Linked DNA regions of Sus scrofa: all the other regions are linked to region 3. Evidence: chromatin contacts called from public HiChIP or PLAC-seq and promoter capture Hi-C data. All regions are on one chromosome and are shown on one strand. The core of a region is the stretch at or near the end of the contact, and the rest is flanking DNA. Distances in the headings are between cores, read along the strand shown.

Region 1 (4,076 bases), core at 835-3,334, 190 kb before region 3:
ATGGTGAGTTTAGAAGAAAAAAAAAAAAAAAAAGGCAAATCCTTAAGAAAAAAAGTGGAGGAATTTTACAGACCCTGGGATTAAGTTCCTGAGTTTGCCCAAAAGATGTTTTGAAAGGCAAGAAAGAAGCTTACCTATGAAAAAGCTAATCATGTCATAGGGAATATAGGCAGATAGAACTGAGATTCAGATGACAAGGATAACAAGAAAAGTGGGCAAGTTTGGTGTACCTGAGGGACCCAAATGGGCATTCCTCATCAGGATCACAGATATCAATGGTGTGAGCCCAGAGATCTGAAAGGTGTTGCATGTTCTTTGTTTTCACCAAATCTTCAACTGCACCCTTGTTAAGCTCAAGGAAGCTTCAGTTAACACTTGAGGATTATGGAACCACATACTGCATGGAAGGTACCCACACCTGAAGTCAGAAGATGAGTGGATCTCCAAGCCAGAAGATAAATGAATCTCCAGTCGTGGTTATGGCAAATCAACAAGAAGGAAACTGCCCTGACAGATAACACTTGGACTGCTCCATCTCTTGGTAAATAAGCCATCATGCAGGATCTTACCTTTTTTTTTTTTTTTTCCTCTTTTCTTTCTTTCTCCCCCTCCCTCCCCCTTTTTTTTTGTTTTTGTTTTTTTTAGGCCCACATATGTGGCATATGGAAGTTCCCAGGCTAGGGGTTGAATCAGAGCTGCAGCTGCTGGCCTACACCACCGCCACAGCAACATGGGATTGCAGATGTGATAAATTCATTTGAGTAATAAGAAAAATGAAAAAAACAAAAACAACAACAACAAAAAAACCCATGGGATTGCAGCCACATTTGTGACCTACGCCTAAGCTTAGGATGGATCCTTAACCCACTGAGCAAGGCCAGGGATTGAATCCGCATCCTCACAGACACTATGTTAGGTTCTTAATTCACTAAGCCACAATAGTAACTCCTGGAGGATCTTATTCATGAAATCCGTACTGTTGGAAAATGCTTCAAAGAAGCAAACAACATCCTGTGGCCCTTCAAACTATCTTCTCCTGAAGGGCCCAGATAAATAGATCTAACAGGCTTATTAAATGGATGAACTGAGTTGTCTATGTGATTATTTTTGTAATCTGGGTCAGTAAATAAAGTGACTTCAAATTGTGAAAAAAACAAACACAAAATTCATTCTTCAGAGATTTGGCCTCAGCTTCCTTTTAAGAACATTGTGCTTTAACGGAAAAAAAATCTCTAACAAGATCCTTAGTAGGATCTACAGTCCTGCTCTGTCTCAGGCCCAGAAAACTGAAGATGTGCTAAAAGTTAGTTACAAAATCTGTGGTGTGTTTGAAAATTTTCCATTGCACCATCTTTTTCTCACTCACTGCTGTTAAGTGTGATTGTGCCCTTTTTGTCTTATCTTGCTTTTGGAAACATCACAAATTGAAAGTTGAAGTAACGCTGGATTATAGTATTCTGGGCTATATTTTGACGTTGGGTGATAAGGCGGCCTCAGACTGCTGGGCCCAGAGCAATGACTCTGCAGGAACGGTGGCGCCTGGTGTACAGCGACTCCAGGACAGGCCAAGGGAGCCGTGACTGATTCCATCATATCTGCGCACTCGCTGCACTGGAAACCAGGTCCTTCCCGATGGCTCAATGGACCTCCCACCCATCCTGCCAGCTTCCATTTGCTCTCTCATCGAAGGGAATGAGATGCCAGACCCCGAGGCCCGGGTCCAGGCACCTGAACGGTCGAAACCATAGAAATTAGGATGCAGTGCCGGGCAGCGCGCCCACTAAGGCACCAGAACAACCAGCGCGGGAACGCCTGCCTGGCCAGTCCCGCCCCACGACGCGCGCGCGCGCGCGCGCGCCCCCGCCGATCCCGATGCCGCCGTACACCGCCTCCTTCCATACTGCCCAACCAACAGCCACTTCCTGCCTCACTCCTAACCAATCCCCACACTCCACGAAGAATAGCCCTAGGGGGCGTATGGGAAGGTGCATAGAGCGATGGCCACAATAACCAATTGAATTCAGGATCTTGCGCGAGAGGGCGGGACTTGGCGCTGGTGGTAGCTACTGAGGAGACAGGGGCGGACGCAGGGCCGGGCTTCGTGCGGTGGGGCTCGCTCGCGCGGCGGCTGCAGGAGTCGAGGCCTCTTGGTTCTGCGGCACGTGACGGTCAGGCTCCCTCAGCCGCTGTCTCCACTGCAGCGTGGGGCCAGGTGTGCGGGCGGGAGGAGGCGCGGGCACCACCGGCGGTCCTCCTGAGGCTTGAGGTGAGACAGGGGCCTGCCCGTGTCTTCGGGCCTGTGAGGACCCTCGGGGGCCTGGGTGCGCGGCCTGGCGGCGGAGGTCTCGAGAAGCCGGGCGTGGCCGGGGCTGAGGGGTCCGGCTGAGTTTCGATGGCTCAGGCCCTGGTGGACCCGCCAGACGGGATGGGTTAGGCCTGAACCTGGGCCGCTTGAGTTGCGGAGCCAGGCCCAGGCCGCGCCGCCGGGGTTGGGAGGCGTGGCAGGTGTCCTAGAGCCTTTCTTGACCTCTGGGAAAGCTAACTTCTCTTCATGGTTCTGCTTCTAGGGCTTTCTTATACCTATTGCTGACTGCCTGGGAAGCTGTGAGGTGGGGTAGAGTAACCGGGTAAAGGTCTGGAATAGGATCGGGCCTTGTTGGTACTCTTAGTAGTGGGGAAAGGTGATAATAGGACAGAGAGAGGATATTTAGAATTAGCATTACAGATCTAAAATTTGAAAATTAAAACCGCAAAGTGAAGACTGGACTGTAGCAGCCTGAAGAGTATGGAGAATGTGCTAGAACACGCACTGGTTAAAAAACTTAAGTCCTAACATTTACATCTATTTGGAGATTGGGGGAGTAAGTAATCTCGTCGTAAATTCAGTGGGCTTTTAAAAGCAGGAAAGCACCCAAAAGCTCTCCGTGGGCAGGTCGTTTTATAGTGAAGGAAACTGAGGCCCAGAGCTCAGAAATGATCGGCCCAAGGTCATGCGATTAGTTTTATGATCACGTTGGAATTACAGTTGAAAGCTAGGCAGTTTGTGTGTAGTGGTTAAGACTAAGGCCCTTGTTCAGGTCCTTCATCAGCCATTTGTTGCTATGTGAACCTGGGCAGTTCACTTCGTTTCAGATAATGGATGTAATACCTGATAGAGTTGTTGTTACCATTAAGACGTGTGTAAGAAAGAGCAGGAAAGTTAGATGTACATTTTTAACTGCTTGATAAATGACTGCAGTAAATTATTATGGTGAATGCTGTTGATCCACTACACTAACATCCTAATTAGCTAAGTCCTATTTTCCAGGACCTGAAGTCACATTTATGGAAATAGGAGGAAGAAACTGGACCTAGTGGTTTGACTGCTGATTGAGGGAAGTTAAACTGAGCTGGATATTAATTAAAAGCTTGGGAGGAGAAAGGTGAACCACAGTTAGGTCTCTTTACCTCTAATTTAAGAAATAGAACCTTTTACTTAATTTCTTAATGGGTAGAATGGTGTGGGGAGGTTTTCGTTCTGTTTTGTTTTGTTTTAAGAGGGGAACCCCGTTGATCTTCAAGACTGTTGTGTACCTCACTCTTTTTTCAGTACTGTTGAAGGGTCACTGCTGAGTTGTATATTTGCTGTAGTTAGAGCAGAGGTAAAGCACTGTGTGGGAGTCCTCCTGTGCACCAGTCTGTGTGCACAAGCAAACAAGCCAGGAAACTGGATCATGAGGTGGCTACAGTGAGCTGTGTATTGGAGTAAATGTGTTGCACCGCAGATTTTCTGACCTATCCGATAATGGGTGTCAGCATCCCTTCCTACTTGACTATCTCTCCTTAACAGTTTCAGCTAACACATTATCTTCCAAAGAGTAAACGTTTTGACAGAAGTTGTTGCTGCAGTTTTGGCAATCCTGCTATTGCATCCTTTCAGTTACAGAGTTCACTTTGCCCTGAGAGATAGCTTAAGGGAACGAAGCGACAGTTGGTAAGCATAAATGCAGACTCAAGAGACTTGAATTCCAGGCCCAGCATGGTAACTAGCTTATGAGCTAAGTTGGTTTCTATGTCTTTAAAATTGGAGTGAGGAA
Region 2 (4,097 bases), core at 1,293-3,792, 230 kb before region 3:
ATGGAATTTTGATTTGGAATATCTGATGGTTTTACCTTACCAGCAGCAAACACTACAATTTCTTACTCAAATCCAAATTGCAGGGCCAATACTCACCTGAAAGGGGATCAATGTTACCAAGCTAAAATGCTCCAAGTTGCACAGCTGAAGCCAAACCCAGTCTTGCCCACTGCAAGGTGGCTTCCCGTGTACTTGGTTCTTGTTCTACAGGTCGTTTTCCGTTACACAGGCTAAATTCAGATAGTAAATCAATACTACAAATATCCTTCCAAAACCTGTGAAGTTCTTCCAAATATATCTTTCAATCTAATCTTACACTAATAATAAAACAAGGTCATTTGGCAGAAATCACTCAGGAAATCTACATATTGGGAAAGAGCTACATAGGTAACGAAACTTTCCTGGGCTTCAGCGTCCTAGACTGTAAAGTGAGCCAGAACAAAAGCTAGATAAAGAACTCTTCAATGAACAAATCTTAATTAGGAAAATTGTCTGAAATTAAGAAGTGACATTTTTAACTTTTCGAAGCAAAATGCCCCGTTTCAAATAAACATTGAAATTGAAAAGGTTTTATGCTTTGAGGTTTCCGAAGCTGCGGGGCAAATTTCTCAAGACTGAGGAGAAAATCACATCTATCCATTCTAAAAGACATCGACAGAAAAACCAGTACTCAAAGATTTAAAAAAAAAAAAAAAAATCCACCAAAGAGGCCGCATTCCCCCCAAGAGGGCCGGCAGGGCGGGCGGAGCTTTCGCAATTTCCATTGCGTAACAGCGGCCGGCCGGGCGCGAGCAGGCCGGCGGGAACGGCTGCCGCCCGCGCCCCACCAGGGGGCGCCCCGGGCCCGGCCCGGCCCGGCCCGGCCACCGCCGCCTCCCCGCCCGCCCGCCCGCCCTGCGGCCTCGGCCGCTTAACTCCCGCCTCCGCTTCAGACTCACCAGAAAAAAACCGCTGCACTTCGTCCGCCGAGCAGGACCAGGGCAAGCCCCGGACCTTCACCACGAATCCCTCTCCGCCTTCGGTGCCCAACATCATCGTCTCTTAGTGCGTTCGGGCGTCGAAAAAGACTGCAAAGTGGGGATGACGGTCAGACCTGAGAAATGTTAAAATTAAACAGCCTTCCGTTCCGCTCTCGAGACGCCCTGCCGCCCCGCCGCGGCGCCTTAATAAAGGCCGAGGCCGTGCGGACTTCCCGACCCCACATACTCCAACGCCAAACACCCCCTTGGCCAGCGGTCGGGCCCCCGAAGCCGCTCTGTGCACCAGGTACCGGTGCCCCAAGCCAAAGGGGAACCCGGCCTAACGCCAGCGTGGAAGCAAGGAAATGGCGGCGACCGCTTCCGCTCCGCCTCCTCCGACATCTCACACAATAGAGTCAGCGCGGCCTGCAGGCCTCAGCGGCCCTGCCAAGACTCGGCGAACCATTCCTCGCTCCCAACGGCAGGCCGCACCTTGCTAAAGCCTCCCAGGTTCCACAGACTCCTGGGGGTAAACAATCCTCGTAAAAATGGCATCCTTGGAGTCCGCTTCGCGGTAAACACGGAGCAACAAACACTCACCTACACGAACAACTTCGGCGTGGCTGAGAAGAAATGGCCAGCGGGCGCCTGCGCAACCTAAATAAGGCGCTTAGAACAATCTCTGCGCACGCGCAGTCAGGTGGCCGCACCGCCCCGTTGCGTCACACAGAGCTTGGGCGCATGCGTAATTTTACGTTCCAGCCCATCTCCAGGCAGCAAGTTATTAAACGCTGGCGTTTTAGGCTCAGCCCCTCCCACCTCCTTAAACCCGCGGGGCTTTTATGCGCCTGCGCCTTCCCGCGATTATTGCGAGCTTTAGCGGTTTAATTTAGTTTCACGCGCATGCGTCTTCCTTCAAACCGTTCTCTGATCTTACCCGCCAGAAGGGGGGAGGGGAATGGCGGCTGTCAGGTCCTTTATAGGAACTGTACTGTGTACTAGCCTCTGGGTTGTGATGAGGTGCCGCTTAGCCCATTATCTACAGTCCTGGACGACCTGAAGTTACAGGCGCTCCCCGCCCTTGTGCAGCCTATACACCTTTTCTTCCTAGAGCCAGCCCGTGGCAAACAGCGCTGCGGGACTGCGTGCTTCCCGCGCCCGAAGATATCCCGGCGGCGCCGGGAGCGAGTCCTGGGCCTTCCTGCCGCCACTGTTCCTTACCTGTCGTCGTTGGGCCTGGGGCCCCATGCAGAGTCCCTGTGCCCGTGCCTCAGTCTCGTACTCCGCTTTTGCCCTAACGAACTCGCGCTTTGTGACCCCCAGCTGCCCCGCCCCAAGACCTGCGGGCCCTGAACGCCCCGGGCATTAGCACGAGAGGCGGGCGCGGGCATTAGCACGAGAGGCGGGCGCCGTACGCCGAGTCCCGCTGCGCGTCGTGAGTACAGGTTGAGCAGCCAGTGCGCGTTGCTCCGCTTTCTGGAGCGGGTTCCCGCTTGATTTTCCCAAGGCTAAGTAGGAACCGTTTTGTCCATCCCTAGATGGAGACACTCGCCCTGGCGAGACTCCAGGGTCATCTCGTGTGCGCACAGAACTGGAGGCTGGTGATGCTCGTGATTTCCAGTAGCACTGCAGGAATTGGGACCTTGCTCATAGGCTCTCAGTGCTCCCTTTGTCTGATCCTGCCTATCCTCCCCACCTCCAGCCTGGTGGACACAAGCAATAAACACGGAGTACCACAGCAAAGACCTCTCTGAGTGCCACTACTCAGAGATGCAAGAAAGCATGTTTTCGCCCCTGCGATGGTCTGGAGGCCGTATCCAGTTTTAATAGGTTTGAGAAAACTGGAGAGGACATCAGTGGAATAGAGGGAGAAGATGATCCAAGGTCCCAGAAGTAGGCAGGGGCCAATCCTGCCAGGCCATTTAGGCCTTGGCAAAAGTGATAATTACAAGCACAAGAAAAGGTTCTGGCAGGTCTTCAGCAGGGCGCAAGAAGAGCTGTTCGAAAAGAAAAACTCTGCTGCTGGGTGTAAAGGGGACACAGATGGAACAAGCACGGTGAATGCAACTGCCTGCCCTCAATTGCACACGGAGCTAGAGGAAATAGAGGGCATTTTGGCTAAAGTCACTAAGATGGGATTCCCAAATTGTCTAGATCAAAGGTCTATTTCTGAGTGATTCAAAAGCAAGGAGAGGAGTTCCCATCCTGGCTCAGCGGAAAAAAATTCGACTAGTATCCATGCAAACGAAGGTTCAATCCCTGGCCTCGCTCAGTGGGTTAAGGATCTGGCATTGCTGTGAGCTGGGGTGTAGGTTGAAGACCCGACTGGGACCTGGCATAGGATGGTGGCTGCAGCTCAGATTCAACCCCTGGGAACCTCCATATGCCGCAGGTACAGCCCTTAAAAAAAAAAAAAAAGGCAAGGAGAACAGTTTTTGCTCTTGGCCACTGTCTCTCCAAAACATCACAAGACTGTCTTAAGGTTTCCTAACAGGTTACATCATTTGAGAGCTTTGGTCTTATTAAATGACCTAAGAACACTAGTTTCTGGTTAGGTGAAGGAAAAAGCCTGACCCCCTCAAATCATGTCTTTACCTTTCAACAACCTGGCTACATGTCTAAGATGTTTATTTTCCCTAAAGTTTTCTGGGATTTTTTTTCACAGTAAGTAAATGTGATGTGTAATCATCACAGAAAGATAAGATCATTTCCTTGGATAGATTTCTAGAAGTAAACTAGGAAGGACCTAAATATTTTTAGGGCCTACCCTAAATTAAAGGTTTGACAACCCCTCTCAGGGGCAGGTGAGGGTTCCATATCCTTTTGCTTTGCTGACACTGAAAATTCCCTTTCTTTTATCCTCTGCCAATATTTTTATTTTTTGGTCATGCCCAAGGCATGTGGAAGATTCCAGGCCAGGAATCAAACCCATGCCACAGCTGTAACCAGAACCACAGCAGTGACAGTGCTGGATCCTTAACCCACAGAGCCACGAGGGAACTCCCCAGAAGGTTTTCATTTTGATGAAGTCAAAGCTATGGATACTTTGTCTTTAAGCTTAGAAAGTTTGTCTTTAAGCTTAGAAAGCCTCTTCCCAGGAGTCTCCTTGTGGCTCAGCCAGTTAAGGATCTGGCATTG
Region 3 (4,148 bases), core at 1,612-4,111:
CAGGCTAGGAATCAAACATGTGTCACAGCAGCAACCTGAGCCACAGCAGTGACTACACTGGATGCTTAACCCACTGTGCCACAAGGGAACGCCCTGATTTTTTAAAACCCAGGATAATCAAATGAAAAACTGCTAAAACCAGTAAGACGATCTAACTTAGGGTCTGGGTAGAAAATTAATATATCTTCAAAAATAAATATAGTTTATGTAAACAAACACTCCATTTATGGCGTGAAAATTAATATATCTTCAAAAATAAATATAGTTTATATAAACAAACACTCCATTTATGGAGTTCCTATGGTGGCTCAGTGGTTAACGAATCTGAGTAGGAACCATGAGGTTGTGGGTTCGATCCCTGGCCTTGCTCAGTGGGTTAAAGATCCGGCGTTGCCATGAGCTGTGGTGTAGGTTGTAGACGCGGCTCGGATCCTGCGTTGCTGTGGCTCTGGCGTACACCGTCGGCTACAGCTCCAATTCGACCCCTAGCCTGGGAACCTCCATATGCCGCTGGAGTGGCCCAAGAAATGGCAAAAAGACAAAAAATAAATAAATAATCCCAGGAGATTTAAAAAAAAAAGAGTCCATTTATAATGGCAACAAAGAAAAAGTTATTAAGGGGCACCCAAGTTGCTTTAAGACATGGAATGAAATAACATGCTTAACATCACAAAGATGTCTAGGTTGATTCATAAAAATTAATAAGATTAATATGATCCTAAGACAAAAACCATTAGGGCTTTTGGAAAAGTACCCAAAAGGATTCTAAGGAGGACAACAGCATCTATTACAAATTTAAGTGGGCATATCCTAAGATTCTACTTCTCAGCATCTCCTTTCAAATGCCGTAAAAATATCATGTATCTTCTACAAGTACATATGCAAGGAATAAATGCATTAAAAATAATAAAAGGTCAGGAAGGACACACAATAATCAGCTAGCTCTGGGGGTCTAGGAGGAGAGAATATGGTAATAACAGGACTTTTGCAATTGGACAGGGCTGGCTCTGCCATTTATTAGATGAAGAGACCACTTGATTTTATCTGGATTTCAATATTCTCACCTCTGTACAATGAGGATACAGAATTCAGAAGCTGTTGAGGGAGTTCCTGCTGTGGCTCAGCAGGTTAAAAACCCAGCTAGTATCCATGAGGACGTGGGTGAGACCCCTGGCCTTGTTCAGTGGGTTAAAGATCCAGCATTGCCACAAGCTGTGGCGGAAGGTCACAGATTCATCTTGAGTCCAGCTTTGCTGTGGCACAGCCCTGTGTCTGCAGATCTGATGGACCCTAGCCTGCGAACTTCCGTATGCTGCAGGTGTGCCTGTAAAAAGAGAAAAAGAAAAAAGAAAAACAGTGGGAAAAGAATCGAGGTGCGAAGCAGATAAAAAATAATAAATTAAAAAAAGGTGTTGAAATTAAATCAGATGTGTGAAACTGCCTGGTACACAGCCAACTTGTAATTAAACTGTCGACCCCCCCTTTTCCCACTTGGTTTCAAATCACTTCAGAGTTGAAAATCACCATGAGAACACGCACTGTATTATATATGTGTAATAATTTAAAAGTGAAAATGACTCCCATTTATTCTCAACTTCTAGAACTGAAAAATGAAATAAGTAAAAAGTCTCTGAGTTCCCTAAAACGGCCCTTACAAAGTCACAGCAAACTTAATAGGTACATACTCAGAGCTTTACTGACTTTATTTATTTATTTATTTCTTGGTCTTTTTAGGGCTGAACCTGTGGTATATGGAGGTTCCCAGGCTAGGGGTCGAATGGGAGTATCAGCTGCCAGCCTATGCCACTGGCCACAGCAACGCCAGATCCCAACTATGTCTGCGAACTACACCGCAGCGGATTGAAATGTTGGATCCTTACCCCACTGATGGAGGCCTGGGATCGAACCCACGTCCTCATAGATACTAGTTGGGTTACCACTGAGCCACGACGGGGAACCCCCACGCATTACTGACTTTTAAACAAATATTTTGTACGTAGTCTGATGCTATCCTTTTTCAGGGCACAGAGCAGCAGATAACTAGGAGGAGAAGGGGACTACCACAGCCGATACACTGACAAGCGTGACAGCATCAAGCAGGGAGAGACAGAACACGATCCAAGAAAGAACAAGTGACATCCCCTATCTTAGGTTTTCAATCAGGGAAGCAATGCATTTTACAAACTTCGATTATCCCTCACCACATAGATAGAGACGAGGGCAAAGGGAAAGAATGCCAGCAGGGGTAAATACAATAAAATTCCCTTTATTTAAATTAGGAAAGGGCCACTTTGGGTGCTAGGCTCTGCATAAAGGAGGCTAGCTTCTATCTGTAACCAGGTGTGCCCTGCTAAAGCTCATGAGGCCGCCTCCGCAGAAAACTTTACGACTGGTTTCTGCCAATTTTTACAAGCCAGCAAAACCCGAAAAAAAACCCAGAACATTATGGAGAAGGGACATCCCTAAAATCTAGTTCTCAGGACAGACGCTGTCACAGGTCACGACCCCAGGCACAACCCGCAAGCGCCCGAGACAATGCCCATGCCTGGGGACAGGGCGCGGGGAAGACGTCCAGCCCCCCGCGGCCCCACCTCATCCTGCCCGCTGTCCCCGACCTCGGAGGAGCGGGAGGCTGGAGCCCATCCCACCTGGTGCGCCTGGAAAAGCAGGCAGTGGCAGCATCGCAAAACCCGAGCCTGCTGTGGAGGCGCCATGGCGACTGCTGGCCGGCGCGCGCGCTCTGTCCGCCTGTCCGCCCTGGCTCCGCCCACTTCTTGCGCCCGGGCCCCTCCAGCCTCAGGCTCCGCCCCTTTATGCGCTCCCGCCCTGCGTTTCCCGCCCACACTGCTCTGCCCGGTTCTGCGGCCTTGGGCTTCTCTACCCCCAGGTGTTTCTCCACGTTCGGGTTGGTCCGCAGTCGACTTCAGGCTACTGGGGTCTTCTCTCTGCTACCCAGTCAGGCGTTGTTTGGAGTTTGCGTCAGTCAGGTCCACCGGTTCTCGTGAGCCAGTTCCCAGCTTTATTTAAAGGAGCGTTTTAAAGTTGCAAGGTTGGGGGAGTTCCTGTTGAGACGCAGCGGAAACGAATCCGACTAGTTCGTGGGTTGGGGTTCGATCCCTGGCCTCGCCCAGGAGGTTGGGCATCCGGCATTGCTGTGGCTGTGGTGTAGGCCAGCAGTTCGGGTACAGCAGCTCGCTAGTACTCCAGTAGGTGTAGCTCAGATTAGACCCCTAGCCTGGGAACTTCCATATGTCGCAGGTGTGGCCCTAAGAAAACCGGAAAAAAAAAAAGTTGCAACGTTGGGGTCTCTAGCTGCCGCTCCAGGTCGGCCCTTTGTTGGCACCGTTTCTTCTGCTTCTCTTAGCCTGAGAGAGGGAGCTGGAGGGTGCCGCCCTACTCCAGCTCACTTCTTGGGGCCAAAGTTGGGATATGCAGGACCGCTGGTCAGAGGTGGTCCAGTTAAACTTTGAGCTGCAGCACCAAGAATCCTGGGAAAATAAACAGTTCACCAGACCTATGCTTCTCAGAGAGGGAACCGGAGACGCCTGGCGGTTGAAAATGAAATCAGTCTTCTGACACCTGGCGGTTGAAAATGAAATCAGTCCCCCGTTACCGTCCAGGGTTCTTGGATTCCTTACTCAGTAGAAATTGATAAAGAGGCCAGATAAGAAATTCAGACAAGGCGTTATTGGGACTCATGCTGCGGCAAGGGGGAGTGAAAACAATAACGGATTCCTTTGCTTACTTCTGGGGTATTGGTGCTCAGCGTGGGATCTGGTTGCCTAAGTGACCTGAGGGTAAGGACAGGTCCAGCAGTCAAGCTGGCAGGGTGGCTTGGGTGGTCTGTCCACCCCCCTAGTGGTGCAGTGGGCAGGGATTATGCACAATACTCTGCTTTTGCTCCCCACCCCTCAGGAGTGAAAGCTGAGTTTTTGGTCTTTTTCTTGTGTCTTGTTCATAATTTGCCCCAACTGTGTATGCACACAGCTATTTTTAGTCCCTTAGAGTTTCTTTGTATTTTGTTGCTGGAGGAGAGGTTTGTCCAGGTGCAAGTACTACCCCAAAGGGGCCCAGGTCCCAGGCTGTCTCACTTCCTGCAGCCCTGAGAAAGCTCTGCTCTGAAAGGTGGAGGCCAAGTCCTGCTCTGG

The links. Promoter capture Hi-C pulls out the DNA fragments that hold promoters and counts their contacts. HiChIP or PLAC-seq counts read pairs in DNA pulled down with a chosen protein or histone mark.
Region 1: a contact with region 3 is called in an H3K27ac HiChIP or PLAC-seq map of alveolar macrophages. The contact joins the promoter of CANX here to the promoter of MRNIP in region 3. A contact is called at or near these places in 1 of 47 Hi-C or Micro-C datasets (embryonic fibroblasts) and 1 of 2 datasets of contacts at active chromatin or transcription factors (alveolar macrophages).
Region 2: a contact with region 3 is called in a promoter capture Hi-C map of fetal liver, with 2.8 times the contacts expected there. The contact joins the promoter of HNRNPH1 here to the promoter of MRNIP in region 3. A contact is called at or near these places in 2 of 5 promoter capture datasets (fetal liver and liver), 15 of 47 Hi-C or Micro-C datasets (alveolar macrophages, blood, embryonic fibroblasts and 8 more) and 1 of 2 datasets of contacts at active chromatin or transcription factors (alveolar macrophages).

What each region holds. Positions count from the first base shown.
Region 1 is chr2:78,913,836-78,917,911 of Sscrofa11.1, reverse strand. It overlaps CANX (calnexin), which reads left to right and starts at 2,084. Exons shown (of 15, transcript NM_001243210.1): 1 at 2,084-2,266.
Region 2 is chr2:78,959,901-78,963,997 of Sscrofa11.1, reverse strand. HNRNPH1 (heterogeneous nuclear ribonucleoprotein H) reads right to left here and starts at 2,542. Exons shown (of 14, transcript XM_021084330.1): 1 at 2,181-2,542; 2 at 939-1,067. The coding sequence starts at 1,035.
Region 3 is chr2:78,729,324-78,733,471 of Sscrofa11.1, reverse strand. It overlaps MRNIP (MRN complex-interacting protein), which reads right to left and starts at 2,861. Exons shown (of 6, transcript XM_013987518.2): 1 at 2,649-2,861. The coding sequence starts at 2,714.